2 separate regions of the Columba livia genome follow, and region 2 is linked to region 1. A link is a contact called in public Hi-C data. All regions are on one chromosome and are shown on one strand. The core of a region is the stretch at or near the end of the contact, and the rest is flanking DNA. Distances in the headings are between cores, read along the strand shown.

Evidence for each region. A called contact is a pair of places that touch in the nucleus more often than the background predicts.
Region 2: a Hi-C map of liver shows a contact between it and region 1, with 2.7 times the contacts expected there. The contact joins the promoter of PRKCD here to the enhancer-like site in region 1. A contact is called at or near these places in 2 of 2 Hi-C or Micro-C datasets (crop and liver).

Annotation. Positions count from the first base shown.
Region 1 is chr10:6,837,856-6,845,679 of bColLiv1.pat.W.v2, reverse strand. It overlaps RFT1 (RFT1 homolog), which reads left to right. Exons shown (of 20, transcript XM_065075157.1): 8 at 66-2,772; 9 at 2,897-2,982; 10 at 3,524-3,640; 11 at 5,466-5,655; 12 at 6,232-6,333; 13 at 7,304-7,438. The coding sequence starts at 2,587. Among named protein-coding and RNA genes, the nearest start is that of PRKCD, 64 kb to the left of the region's middle. Within about 2 kb of position 2,884, at least 3 of the 3 cell types and tissues checked have an H3K27ac peak away from gene starts, as active enhancers do.
Region 2 is chr10:6,900,923-6,908,746 of bColLiv1.pat.W.v2, reverse strand. It overlaps PRKCD (protein kinase C delta), which reads right to left and starts at 3,396. Exons shown (of 18, transcript XM_065075153.1): 1 at 3,228-3,396. RFT1 (RFT1 homolog) reads left to right here and starts at 3,243. Exons shown (of 20, transcript XM_065075157.1): 1 at 3,243-3,269.

The sequences.
Region 1 (7,824 bases), core at 1,635-4,134:
GTTTATATAAAGTTTGTAATTTGAAGTCAAAGTCCACCTTTCCTCTTGAAATACTTTGTTAACAGGGTAATGAAATACAGAATCTCAAGTGGAACACAGTTACTGGGTACCATGACACACAAGATTTTTAGTTTAGAAAGTCTGAAGAAACAGTCTCAACTCATTCTAAGGTCTGTATATACAACTGTCTGGTCTTTTTGGACTAGCTTAATTTTGGAGTAGACTGAAGAGGTTCTCTCTGCCATAGAGGTTCCACATACCTCTAGTAATAACAGTGTGTTCTGTGCTGGAGGAACAGCCAGCCTAGTTCAGTTGCAGATGCAGCCTGACTCTGGAAGTAAAGACCTTTGTAGTAGTTAGTTTCTCTTACCTCCTTTGCTGCTAAGGAAAGTCAACTCTTAGTAGAGTGTGCTGCCACAAACAGGACAGCCAAAAGGGGTTGTGGTGAGAGGATGCAGGAACGTTCTAAGTGAGCATTGCCTGCTGTAGGAATTGGAGAGCAGTTGTTTTGACTGTGTATTCTTGTGAAGCTTCAATAACTTGGTCCTTCTTTAAGTTATATCTATTCTCAAATTATGTTTTTTTTTTTTTTTTTAAAAAGACATTTTTTTGCCAGCTCAATTGTTTAGCCTGCTCACACACAGTTGTGAATAAAATCAAGATGGGTCAATTTGTAAGTTTGAAATGCGGCTCTTATGATGGTTTCGACTTGTGACGTGCCACATTACTATTATGAGTTGGCCTATTCTAACTGTTATTCTGACGTAACCTGCAGTGGAATCTGAAAGATGCTACTGGAGTGAAAATCCTCAGTTTCAGTGTAACCTGGAGCATGTGCTGGGCGGCCAGAGCAGTGTCTCGCTGCCTCGAAGGCCGTTTGCCATCTAGTGGCTTAGATGCATTAGTGCCAAAAGGGTGTAAGTGGAAAAGCCGGTTCCTATTAAAACCAGTTGAAGTTAGTTGTTTCTCCTCTTTTTCCACCTCTCCAAGTTTTGTAGTTGTTTCTAGTTCAGCTTTATGAGGTGACAAGTCAAACTGTCCAACAAATCGTTGCTAGTTTTCATTTTTGCCAATGACAGATGCCTGAAAATGTCGGACTGTTGCCTCCAGTTACCACACTAGTTTGTCCTGGTTTATTCCTTGAAGGTTTCTACTTTTTTGTCATAAAAATGTTTGTATATCTGTAGAGAGAAAAACATGAATCCTTACAGTAGCGTTGATAGATGCTGCAGCTTTAAGCTCCTCAGATGTCCCTGTGCAGCATATCTGGTAGTTTGTGATGGGTTTTAATCCACACAGTTCAGCCACCCCTATTGACATCAGCACAAGCCATAAGGTACTCTTCATTTCTGCTGCCACCATTACTGCCACTAAGAAAAGCCCTGAGCCTGAGTTGGAACAACTTTTTTAATTGCCTTTTCCATTTGAGAACTGGAAAACTGCCTGAAGAAGAGGGGCGGGGGTGATGTTTCCCTCTGGCTAGAACACCTTTCTATAACCCCAAATCTCTGAGGTCTCTTCCTGTCTCTGCAATTACCAGCACAGATCAGTTTCTTCTCTCTGTCCCCATCTCCTCATCTTTATGATGGGATAATAATATCTTTTTGTTAGATTTGTCAAGTTAGGTGCTCCAAATATTAGCATCACACTTAAAAGAATTCATAGGGTATTCTCCTCTGCCATGTACATCCACATCTATACATCACTTCCAGGTTGCTTGAAGACTCTTATCTAGAAAAATGACCGAAGGAAAAAAATCTGAAAAACTTCACTTGAACGTGTAAGGAATGAAGTGGTGGGTGTGATGCCTCAGAGGTGGAGAACATTGATGTGGTGATGCCTTCTTTGCTTGAGCTTGAAGAATTTTGGTTGGTTTAGTTTTTCAAGATCCTGGTATAAACTATTGCTGTTCATATTCTGTCACGAAGTGGTAATCAAGTAAGGCTCAGACATGAGGTTTTTAGTTTAACTGTAGCATTGCTGTGTGACCCCTGAGCAAAAAAATATTACTGTGCTTTTGAAGGGAATGTTCTGTAACATAGAAAGATACAATCTCTTTATATATTGCTGCTTAAATAATAACCTGAAATAGTCTGGAACTATTGTGCTAATTTACACCGAGTCTGAAGTCTTACCTGTTTGGAAGGCTTAAAGTCAGTGTATTATTATATTCAAGCCTGTTGATGCAACTTAAGTTGCATCTTTTCTATTTAAGGGCACTTTTATTTTTTTGAGGTGAGATGCTTTCTTCTTGCAGCAGTGAGGGTGTTGTACCTCACTTTTGGTTGTATTTCTCCTTAACTTAGGGGAAGACTGGTGGGTTTACCCTCAGTTTAGAAAAGAACTGGTGAAACTCGCATGGAGATTTTTCAGAGATCTCTGGAAAACAGCGCTTGTCAGAAAATGCTATGTAATACGATGTACTTTCTCATAAGCCAGGGTGCCGTTTTTGGGGGTGGTTCTAGCGGAATTCCTGCTTGTGAAGCGGAAAGCTGGCGCTGAACGTTAGTTTTGGCACCTGAGCCGACCCGAGTACTTTGGAAGTTAACCACTTGTATCCGAAGCGTTACTGAGGAGGACACGTTCATGCCGAAGCCGGAGGAGCAGAGCCCGCTCCCGGCGGGCTCCGTGCCCGCGTTCCGCCCGGGGGCCGAGGCGGTCTCGGCCGCGCTGACGCCATCGCGGCGCGACGGCGCCATTTGCTGCCGGCGGGAGCCCATGGACGTGCTGGGCCAGACCACCCGTCTGGCGTCCTCCAGCGCCCTGCTGCAGGTGCGGGCCCGCCCCGGGCCGCCTCCCTCCTCCTCACCCTTCTCCTCCTCCTCCACGGGGCCTGGCGGGAGCCGCCTCGGCCCCGCTCGGCCCGCAGGAGTTTCCCGTGCGGCTTCCCCCACAGGTGCTGTTCCGGGCGGTCACGTTCGGGCTGAACGCCTTCACCCTGCGCTACCTGTCCAGGGAGCTGCTCGGCGTGGTCAACGTCAGGTGGGGAGGCGGCTGCAGGCCCCCGGGCCCGGAGCCCCGGGGGGCTTCTGCTCTCGGTGTTTGGTGTAGGAGCTCGGGGTCTGTGCTCTGCATGGCGTGTCGCTAATAACGCTTTGCTTAACGCTGGTTAATTTACTGTTAAGTGTTTTAGAGTGTTTATCGGTTGAATGCCTGTGAGTTTGTTTTGGCCTGAAACAGAGCAGTTGCTGGCCTATATTCTGTGTTAAACCATCAGCTTGTTGAGGAAAAGCTGGGCATGGTTGTGTATTGCATGCTGTTGCTATATAATAAATTTTGCAAATGCTTTTTTGGTTTATAACATGCTTCAAGTATTTTTTCCATTGGAATAATTGCATGTAACTTCTTCCCTCCTGTTTTAGGAGATGGTGATAACTTACCTCTTAGCCCCATGTTTGCTTCACATACTTGTTTGGCTTGTTTGTCAGGCAGTCCTTCATAAAAACCGCCAGTGATGCTACTGCATGAAGGATTTCAGAAGTAGTATGTAATGAAATACTTTTTTGTACTTTACCTCCTTTAGGCTGACTCTGCTGTATTCAACAGTTGTCTTCCTGGCCAGGGAGGCATTTCGCAGAGCGTGTTTGAGTGGAAGTACAAAGCAGAACTGGACCAAAACAATTAATCTATTGTGGCTGACGTAAGATACCTTTAAAAATTTACTTACTTAGAACTTCTGTCTAATTCTTGTCTGAGTGCTCACAAAATTAGAGCAGGTATTTATTTACTGAGGTAAGTATTTTAGCATTGGCCATTTAGTAGCCTCAGGCATGTTTTGGGACTAATGCAGGATGCTGGGCAGGTCTGTTGTTTTAGCACTTATGGACTTGATCTCTTTTAGGAGCACATGGGAAAGTGTTCTTAGGAGCCATTTGTTCTGTCATCTTGCCTGGAGTTTCATTTTTGTTGTAGCTGTTAAAGGAAAATCCTCTTGCACAAATACATAGTCCTTTACTTTTTTTTCCCCTCTGTCTGCTCAGTCTTGCACCTTTATTACTTGATTGTATTTGTGAAGCTGCTTTAGAGATTTTTTTTTTCCTCAAACTCTTTTCTCTGGGCGTCTTAAGCCATGATGCAGTATAATGGCATGGAAACATAAATGTTTGTCTTGGATAAGAGGGGCGTGAAAGGGTGAAAGAAAGGATTGGAATTAAACAGGAAGCAAACAGGACTACTTCTTTCAGCTGCAGTGCCGTTTATAGGACAAAGTGGATAGCTTAGAGTCTGTGTGAAGCTGCAGCCAGAGGGTGTAATTGTACATTGCAGCTAAGTGGATTTTATGACTTGTTTCTCCCTTCTGGTTCCTGGACCTGCTTCCCTGCCACTTATGCTCTGTCAGATCTCACAGCTGTGCAGCCACAATTAGGTGGGTTGAAAAGTAAGTTTACCTGTCTGATGTGGTGGAAAACCACCTCTGCGTGAAAACCCAGCTCACCTTCTCTGGAACTGCACAGCTGTTAATTAGATCTGGCCCTGGTTGTGCATCGTTATCTGCATCCAGGCACAAAGAAGCAGGATTATCCCTTCCAGAGACAGGCTTAATACTAGTATTTTTAAAAGCATTAGATCTGTTCTCTTCACTGTTATTACAATCAGTTTGCTGTTATTTGGCAGCCTTTCAAGTGAACATTAAATGATAATCAACGACTGTTTGCAACTTTATATTTTTTTTTCTTATAGAGAAGTATAACTTTAAAAGAAGATTAAAGCTCTTGAAGGATCTGAAATACACCTTAGGAGCTCGATTTCAAATACCTTAGGGATCTGATAATGGGAGGGGTGAAATAGATCCTGCCACAATGATCTAAAACTTCCTGCACTCTGCCAGAAGCGTGTGTTCCTGTGGCAGGGTCAACAGAAGGTAATGCCCGTCTGCACCGCTGTGCTCAGCGTGGCTTTTTAGCTGCAGTCGCTAATCAAAGTGGCTCTGAGCTACCACGGAGTGCTGTGAGCTGGCGTACCGGAGGTGCAGGCGTGCGTTTCCTTCCGCTCACTCTGCTCTCTGGAGAGCCAGTGATTTCTGAAGGAGTGAGACGAGCAGTTGGAGCGGTGGCATCTTCTGTTTCAGCAAGATCCAGCGAAACCTGTCTGCCAAACCCTTGGTAACCACAGGCTACACAAATGGCAGCAGTGAGGGGTTTGCAGTATTCTGTCAGCTGATATGGGGTCAGAGTTGTTCATTCCTAGGGAACAAGAAATGCAGATAGTTGACCTTATGTTAGATTCTTGAGTAGAAAATCAGCAAGTCAGTAAAATGTTTTCCTTGTCTTGCAAAAGAATACCTTAAAAATGTGTGTTACAAAGAAAAAGTGTTCTTGGTATTGTGATAATAGAAATTAATTTCTCAAGGCTTTTTTTTTTTTTTAAATTATTTTGGTAATATGTGAAATTTTAATCTACTTGTCTTGGGTGTTTTTTCTGCTTAAGTAACATATCTATTGATTGTTTTTATGTTAACTTTTTAGAGTCCCTCTTGGTGTTGTTTGGTCTATTTTCTTGGGCTTAGTTTGGCTACACTTGCTTGAAGTACCTGATCCATCTGTGGTTCCTCATTATCAGGCTGGTGTAGTGGCATTTGGTCTTTCTGCAATTATTGAACTTCTGGGAGAACCATTCTGGGTTTTAGCACAAGCTCATTTGTTTGTGAGACTTAAGGTTAGTAGAGTATGTGGGGGTGCATGTGTGTGTGGGGGGAATTATTTTTGTTGAAAAGAATGAATTCCTGAACTAGATCTTTGTATACTCAAGTTTTTTTAGAAGTGAACCTCTGTGTACTGTTCAGGTGTAACATAGATACAATTTTGTACCTGTTAAAGGAAGAATGTTGGTTTATTTATGGATTGTTACCTTAGTGACATTGAATACTTGTGAGTTTTAATTGGAGGGAGAGGCACACAACTCTCTCAGTTTTGCATTTTGATTGTTGGTATGAAATTGTGAAATGTACCAATTGAGAACATGATTGTCTCAAGCAAAATTTTCTCCCTTATGTCCCATACAAAGGTCTGAGAAAGTGCAATGGCGGAATTGCAAAATGAGAACAGAAAATTTACCGAGAAATTACAGTCTAAGATGGTCAGCTCAGCAGAAAATAACTGTGATAAAGTCACACTGACCTTGAAAATCTTGTATTCCTACATAGATTCTGTGTGTGTAACTAATGTACTTTATGCTTGTGTATGCGGTTAAGTTGGCAGAAAGTAAACCTTTTCTATTTTCTCTTTCTTGAAGGTAATTGCTGAAAGCCTCTCAGTTGTGTCAAAATGCATTTTGACAGTTATTTTAGTAGTGCTTTATCCTCAGTGGGGCCTCTACATTTTTTCCTTGGCTCAGGTAAGTTTCCTTTGTTATTTTTCTCTAAATTCTTGATTCACCTGAATTTTTGTTTGCTGCTGTGTTTGACATTTGGCCTGCTAAATAAGTTTGAGGAGGTGAGAGAAAATTTTTCTGGGAGGTTTAAGATTTAGTGCCTGTGATCAATATTTTCTTGATACTTGTTCTTGACTTGGCATTTTGACCCCAAGCGGTTTAATGGATGAGAATGAAAGCACCTAGTTCTGTCTGTGAAGGTACGTTGTGTGCAAATGAGGTTATGTTATTCTGTATAAGCTTTATGTCGACTCTTTCTTAATGAGTTATACTTTCAAATGCTTGAGGACTTTGTTTACCACCTGGCTTCAGAACTGTTAGACTTTGGATTTGACTGTATAGAAGATTAGAATCGTATGTAATTTTATCAGGCTCTACCACCAACCTGTATCACCTTAACAGGAGGTGCTAATCATGTGTAACATGTATGTGCAGTAAAACTTATTCTTTACCACAACGAAGAATGGATATAACGGCACCTGAAAGGCAGGGTTGTGGCCTGTGAAGTAGCAGTTTGTGTAGAAATGAAAACATGATGATTTGATTATTTTTTGTTCAGTTTTTGCAGTGGCTGTAGTAGGTAGTTCATAACTGATCGAAGAAAGAGATGTAGATGGTAGCTACTCTGTCAACTTGATTCTTGGACTTAGTGAATAATTGATTTAAAATTGGACTTTAAATTATTGCTCTAAAAACGCTGAATAGAATAGAGAGCAAAGAGATATGATAACGTGCAGATTAAAAAAAATAAATCAACTTCTTGGGGGAACTGAAGTCTTTACCTAGTTTAAAATTTGACAGGAATAAGGGCTACTCATTACATTTTGTTCTCTCTGAATTTGGAACTCTAGTATGTAATTCTAGTGTGTGATTCTGCATTTGTAAGTTAATTTTGTATCATTGGTTGTTTTTCTTCTCTCCCCTGTCTTTCCAGCTTTTATATGTCAGTGTTCTGGTAATGTGCTATGTAATTTATTTTATGATGTTTCTGGGGTCTCCTGAAGCAACAAAGAAGTCATTTCCAGTTGCTAGAATGAAAGCTCTATTACCTAACTGGGTGGAAGATGAGGTGAGTTGCACAGTTTATTTCATGATTTTAGGTTTTTCTTGAGAGAGTTTGGAAAATGAGTTTGAGATAGTGGAGTTGAGTTATCTTGAGAATATCTCTGCACTGTAGAAGTTATGACTGATTAAAAAAAAAATCTATTTGTGGTTTGTATTAAATTTTTTTTCTGAAAAGGATTTTATTATGAAGCTTGACCACTTTGTTGTGGTGGGCTTGTTGCTGACTTGGCTTTTAGTATCTTTGCACAAACCATTAACTAGAGATACAACATCTGCAGTGTGCAGGGAAATGACCAGGTGTTACTAGATCTGAGGCAGTAAAGAAACCAGAAGCATCTTACCATGGATTTCCGCACTTGGACTTTTCCAGAAAATAAATGTGGTGGTACA
Region 2 (7,824 bases), core at 2,147-4,646, 63 kb before region 1:
TGGACTACGGATACACAACATATTTGTACTGCAGCACAAAAAGACATGCCTGAGTTACCTTTAGTGAATTTCAATACCTGTGTCAATGAACCCAATACAGGCACATACCTCAGCGCTGGAGAACACCTGTGAAGTATTTATACTGTACAGTCCACACTGAGGCTTGTGCCACCACAGCTTCACTGTGGATTAGCTGGACCACAGCAAATTTTGATACATGCACTGGTGCTACAGTCCCACCTCCAGCCCTGGTGAAGCTGTGGAGCCAGAGGTGGTGACAGGGTTCCACTTTTTGGGAGCAGTAGCCGGAGCTGAGCCCCAGCTACAGATGGAAAACACATCCCCAGGGCGCAGGATTTGCTCCTCTGCACAGACAGTGACAGGGACGTCCCTTGAACAGACACCAGTAAGAACGGTTAATTTAAACTGTCAGGCCCTGAAGCATTCAATTTGACATGAACTTTTAATTGTAATGACTGTGGGTTTTAGACAACCAAATAAACTCAGAGGACTGAAAGCTTCTATACTTGTCCCAGGACATCAGTTATTTTAATAAAAGGTGTCCGTTTTCCAGGCTTTATGGTTATTTCCATGAACTATATAGCATCAAACAGCCAAGTTTCCTTTGAAAGAGTCTTCTAAAGATTTCTATTTAACAAAATTAGCTACAAAATTTCACAAGTTTTCTGGTTTAGAAATAGTTTCTAAATTAAAAATAATTCCTTTACAGAGTACCTTTTCAACTATGCTCCACAGTAAAAAAAAAAGTCAAATTTATTATATAACACCTTTTCATCATTCCATTCAATAAGAAAATTTAGACCCTACTGTATAATTATGCCTAATAAAAAGACAGGTTATAATGAATGAAATACAAAATGGAAGAAGTTTGAGAATGAGCTCGTTTCTGGTCAGAACAGTATGAGCACCTTCCTGATCAATTATCTCACACACATACACTGAAATGAATTACTTTACATACTCATAAACCATACATACATCATACTCTGTGTAACAGAGTATCATTTTCTATATTTTTGCATCAGCCACTGAGTGGCAGCAATTCCTTCATAGCATGAAAATGTCAAAGTACTGCTAACTCTTAATTCTTGTATGCCATCTCTAGATTTTCTTATGTTTAGCATTTCACACAACCATACAAATAATGCCTAGAGAAATACTTTGTTATATATTTCACTGTTTAAATTATCAAAGCTTCAACAGTTATGTACTTCATTCTGATAATCATACTTCCTTAGAAGTTTGCTATATTAAATTTTACAAAGAGAGAACTTTCAATAAAACTATGTGGATCAAGGAAATGGGAAATACCAGCATTTAATAATTTCTTTAACTAAAGCACAGACCTGCAATTTACTGTGAAACCCAAGGTGAGGGTGAGAAATTTTAAAAACAAATTATCTAAATCTCTGTTTTGCAGCCTTGTTTCCTTTTTTCCTCAGTATTTGCAGGTTCCCATAGCAGTGTCTTGTGGTGACTGAAATCTATCAGTCCAAAGACAGATATCTAATTTCTTATGACAGCGATTTTCAGGAACTAAAATGAACAGGAAATACTGCATATACGCTTTTTTGAAACGACGTTTATGAATTATTGCTTAACCACTTAAGAAGCACTTCATAGTCTCTTATTCAGAAAGCTGCATTGGTTATATTTGGTTACAGCTTCCTACTTGATCAGTACAATGCCGCATGACTATTTGATAGATAGAAAACCAACAAGGTTGTTTGCTGGCTTATTACACTGATACTAGACTCATGACGGTATGAGGCCAAGGACAATAAAAGCTTTAAAAGAAACTAAACACACAAGTGTATCCAGGACTTTGACAAAGACTATTTGTAGAGATGTTAAATATTGTAACTCAGGCTTTAAACAAGTCTCTAGAACTAGGAAAAGATCTAGCATGAGAACCAACTATCCCACACCTGTCTTGTCTGCATATTCAGTTCTGTCCTCGGAAACACAACTGTCAAGAGATGGGACATGGGGCAACATGGTTGCACTCAAACCTCCTGCAAGAGCTCCAAGGTCCAGATAAACACTCTGCTCTGCACTACTTAAATAATCTAGAAGTGAAGTGGTGCAATAGTCAGAGCCCACGAATAAACAGATGTCAGACGTAACCACGGAATGCCATAATTCAATTATTTTAATACTTCATACCCTAATGCACACAAGGAATTTTATAGCGATGAACTGAAAACTGTTTTTTAAGAGATGCACGCCTGGCATGTTCACAAAAGCAACAGGCATTCCTGCTCCTTCATCTCTCATTGTTTCTCGTCATTCAGCTGGAAACTCGACCGTTCAAAACACCGTGCATTTTATCTGCTACAAACTCTATCATGATGGAGACACAAACAGAGGATCAAGGCGGCTGGGTAAAAACAAAAGTTAGTCTCATCAAACTTGGCATTTCTGCTACAAGGAAACTCCGTGTCTCTGTCAAGCACCACACGGATCTCGTTCCCTCCTCACACGGGGCACAACCCTCTACCCCCGCCAACGCTCCCGCGGTGCCTGCCCGGCCCTCCGGCCGGGGCTCACACACCTTCCCTGCTTAAGGTCGCGCTTCCCCGCGGACCGACCAAGCCGGTCCCATCCCGAGCAGCCCCGAGCTCCCCGACGGGAGGTTTCGGCAGACAAACCCCGCGGCCAGGCCGGCCCCCGCCGCAGCCCCCGGCCCGGGGCGCGGAGCCCAACATGGAGGCGCGCCTGAGGAGGAAGCCCCGCGGCAGCCGGCGCCCCGGGCCCGGAGGCAGCCCCGCCGGGAGGCGCTGCCTGGCCCGCTCGCCCTCCCCTCACATCCGATACGCCGGGACAAACTTCGGAGCGGCGGGCTGAGCCCGCTGGCGGTCGAACCGGGCGCCCGTGTCCCCGCCGGGAGCCCCACGGAAGCCGGCCGGGCCAGAGGGAGCCGGAGCCCGTCTCGCTTCCTCATTCACCCCGGGCCAGGCGAGGCAGGAACTGCCGAGCGGAGAGAGCCTCTGCAGCAGGGGCAGGTACCGGCACTCACCCGCGTCCAGGGAGCCGTCGGGGACCGCGGCCACCACCGACTTTCGGGCGCTGTCCCGAGAAAGCGACTGAGTAAGCGACTAAGGGAGGGAGCGACCGAGTCCCCTCCGCCGCCACGGCCCGGCCCGGCCCGGCCTCCCTGCGCTCGCTCCGCCCACGGGGGGCGCAGCTGCGGGCCGCGCGCTCACCTGCTGCCCCGCCCCGGAGGTGCTGAGGAGACGCCGATGGAGGTGGTGGTGCTGCCTCCTCACCCGGGGGGGAGGTGGTGGTTGGTGGTGCTCCGTCACTTCGCCGCCCGGCGCGGTCCCTTCCCCTCCCTTTTTTGGCTTCCCCTCTCACGTTCGAGGCCGCTGCGTGTGGAAACGCCTCAGCCTTCGCCTCCGCGGCAGCCCGCGGAGCCCTGGGCTGGCCGGGCGCCAGCGCCGCGTACCTTGGCGGGCGGTTTGGCCGGAGGGCCCCGCCGCTCCCTGGCGCGACGCCGAGGTGGGGAGGCCGTGGCTGCAGCGGTGTTGGTGCTGCAAGCTCTGGGCCGCGATTGAGACGAGGAAGTTACTTACTTAAGGTTTTTTGTTTTGGTTTGGTTTTCGGTTTTTGTTTTGGTTTGGTGTGGTTTGGTTTTTTTTTTTTTTTTTTGAGTGTGTGTGTTTTGGTTCGTTTTTTGGTCTACTTGTCGTCGAGACATGAAGAGCATCTGGGTTTCTGGGTTTGAGGAGCTGAAGCTCAGCTGTTGAGCAGTGAGAGTGTGTCCCTGCTCAGTGGGCAGCAACACCCGAGTTTCATCACCTGTCTGCCATGCTTTCTCTTATAGGCTTTTGTTTCAGGTGTTCTGTGGTGGCTTAGAAGCCATAGATGTTGCTTTAATAGTGGGGCCAAAGCTGGCCAGGCTGTAGCTCTGGGAGCGCTGCTGTCAACTCAGCCACCCCAGAAGTGGATTAAGTTAGAAGCCTTCGCAGGGCCCTCAGGGCCCTGGCCAGGGCTTTGCCCCAGTTTGTGCTCTGCTCTGACTAAAGGAATTTTGTTTTTCCTTTAAGCCTTCAGTACTGCAATTGTCAGTGTTAAAATGAGATGGTTTAGGGATGGGTTGCAGCACAGGAACAAGTGAAGTCTAAGAACCAAAGAAAACGCTGCAATACTACTGTAGGAAATCCAAAGCAGACCTTTGTCATAATTTTTTAACTCTTACAGGTCAGGTGTAGTTACTCTCATGTTTTCATCTTAAATGCTCTCATTCTGTCCTAGCTGAAAACAGTGATGAAGTGCCCAGTGGTTATTTGTGCCTCTGTGGTGACTGTGGGTGTTTCTCCAGGCAGGTGCCAGCCCATGGTGTAAAGCTGAAGCTGTTGGAGCGATGCTGGGGACTGTGACCTGGCTGTTAGATGGCTGCAGAGTGATCTGTAAAAAGCCATATTCCAGCTGGTTGGTGTCCAGCTTCTTTCCAGAGCATTTCACTGGATATTTGTAAAGTAATGTTTAAGTTTCTCAGCTGACATCAAAACTGAAAGGCTCTAATGTGCATATAAATTAGTCTTGTCAATAGTTTCTTTATGTATGGGGAGTTTAATTTGAAGTAACTTAATTTAAAACAAAATTGCCATCAGTTGAGAGCTCTAGTTGATATAATCAATGGAGCAGAGTCGTCTTGGCTCATTTCCTTTTTACGTCTGCTGCAAATTAAACCATGTAGTATTTTGCACAAATATATGTTCTTATGCATATTTAAATGTATCTTTTTTTTTTTTCAAATTGGAAAATATAAATAATATTTTCCTGTTTGGGACAGGATATCATCTGGCTAACTGTAATGCCATCATAAACTGCATGAGGACCCTCCTTTAAAATTATATAGATTGTTTTTAATGGTGAAATCTGAGGAACTTTATATGCATGAGCAATTCATGAGTGATTTGTTATAAAAGCAAAACTAAAACTAGTTTGAATGAAGGGGAAAAAAGCAGAAGCTAACTGTGGCAAAGCAGTTTTCCCCATTTCAATACTTCCAGTGAAGTTTGGCAAAACAGAAAGTGCTTTAAAATGCATTTCATTTAACTTCATGTTCTTTGGGTGTTTCATGGAATGTAAGTGGCTAGAGAGAGTCCATTTTGGTTTGTGACCTTACCATATAATGTTGCAGCAAGCCATTTGTTAACTACTGTTGCATTTCAGTTATTTAGAGCATCACTTTAGTCCAAGTCTTTCTGAAACAAATAGTCTTTCCACATTTGGACTGTGCAGATTTTGTAAAGCCTAAGGAGGTTTGTGTCTTATGTCTTTGTTCGGTCAGTCAATGGGTTCAAGTTGAATTAGGACTGAGTAAACACATAAACATTTGATCCACAGGAAATAAAATGGAGAATCATCTCAACGGAAATGTGGCTTTAGAAATTTAAGGTGTTTCCTGGTACTGAGACTTTCTTGCTGACTATTTTCTGTAATTTTGCTTTTAAAACACAGCAGTGCAAAATGCGTGGTAATGCTCTTACATTTGGAGATTGTCTTTCATCAGAATAGATTCTGATGCAGCTCAGGAGAATTTATTAACACATTTTAGAGGCAGTAGAGTTGAGCAGGAGATGAAAATCTGTTCTTACTGAACAGCTTTTAGCAGTGCTCTGTTTCAGCTTCTAGGTAAATGGTAAGGCATTCTTGATTTAATTGAGAGTACAGTGTAACTATTGGAAAACAAAAGATCATCACATAAACAGGGATGTGGCGAGGGCTTTACAGTCTGTGATCCGTTTTTCTGAAATATGTGTGTAGATATTTTGTTTTAAACCGACTTGGGGCTGTTTTCTTTTTACATTTAATCTCTTGGGTAGCTGGATGGACAGCCCAATACCTGCCAAATCTTTAGTAAGGCACTGCTTGTTACAGGAAAACTTTTGGAAGAAGGTGAACTACCAGTGCCTCTTGCAGCTGCATTTTCTATTGTATTTTCCTATCCAAAAAAACCTGCTTTGCCTGGAGCTACTTGATATTTGACATATGACAGGAAGATGGTATGGGGTGAAGTGACTTTGTCCTTTCATGTGCATATATGTTAAAGAAAATAAAACAGAATTCTGTAAAGTGTAAGTGAAAATTTCATAGTGAAAGTTAAGACCTTCTTCCCTGAAGATTTCAGAGCTAGACTGGTACTACCAGATTTTCCAAAAATTTGTGCCCACCTTTTGTGAACTCAGCCACTATATCTACAGTACTTGTAACCCTGAGCAAACAAACCTGACTTGAATTCTTATGGCAGATACCTGATTTGTGCAAAGATGGTTACTTATGCAGAAGTGTCATTTCAGAACAGAAAACAATCATGGCAGTTATTGCCAAGTTCTTTTTCGCAGCCCTGCTTTGTAACAGGACTTCGTTGGTCTCTCCCAAGCTCAACCGCCAAATGCCTACTCTCGTTTCCTCTTTTCTGGTAGTAGTGGGGGTGTGAAGAGTCTGGTGGTGATGGGAGTTTCCACTCATTACCTTCTACACAGGTCTGTGATCTACTGTGTAGATTAACTTTTTGAAGTGTTTTGAACATAACGGATTGTCATTTATTCAACTTTTTCTTAAGGTTAAGGTCAAAGGCTTGTGTTCTCTATAATGCTTTTCTTCCAGTTTTTCATACTTTTCTCCTTGAAGGACAGGAGCTCTTTATGGATTAGCAGTGACTTAGATACTGAATTTGGTCATATGAAGGTCTGGCTGCCACATACATTTGGACTGATGTCCAAGTGAAACAGAAATTTACCTGCCTTTTCTGAAGTCTTGCAACTTCAGAGATCCTTTTGATAATGACATTAATTTCTACTGCTTATCTTTGTAGTTTTTGTATTGACTAAAGAAAGATTTCTTCTTTGTATTAGTTAGCATGACATTTATGGTGACCTGCAGCTGAGTTGGTCTTCCATGATTTTTGAGGGTTTGCTTCTGTGCATGTTGCATGTGAACAAGCTGTTGTGCCTGTGCAGAGCTGTAATTTGCTCGGGAAGCCCATCTGCAGGTGAGATTGGTTAGGGGAAGCTATCATCTCTTAATTTAAACTTACTGTGATTTAGAACTTGCAGTTGCATAATGTTCTGTGCTTAGCAGACTTTAAATAAAATGATGGATTGCTTTTGTTTTACCTGAAGGATGAGATGTGTAAGTTAGTGAACAGTTCTGCAGAAGATTCTCATGTCAGATGCAAGCATGCAAATTTCTACATATTTGTACAAGCAGCTTATTGCAGAGTGGTTTTTGTTATCAGATGTGAGTCTTAAGAATTTGAGATTAAAACTGAGATATGCTTTATGTCCCAACCATTCTGCAGTTTTACTCATTTGAAGGAACTTTTCTTGCCCGGTTTGTAAATGAATCATATATAAAATAGTTTCCTGACAGTTTGCTGAGGTGCCTGCCTAGAGCACTGCCAATTCTTGTAACGTTTGATGTTTTTAAAGCCCTACTTCCCTGAGAAAGCAATTCCATTAAAATCTCGGGAGCTTTTTCCTCTTTCTTAAATAAAATCTCTTTTGCATGTTTATATAGAAGATTTGCAAATATAATCTAGGAGTTCCCAGAAGATTGAAAGTCTGGGCTGCATATAAAAAGAACCCCAAAATATGTCAAGGTCTGCTTTCTTTTGTTGAGGGTAGGAGACTGATTCCCACATTTGAGACTGTAGTGGTAGAATTAGTTCAATTTGTATTTTTCAGAAGAATTTAAACTGAAAATATTATTTTATGGTATGTACTGCACACACCCCCCTTACACTGGATTTCAACATGCCAGCTGCCAGTGCTGATTTGAGCAATGTAAGTG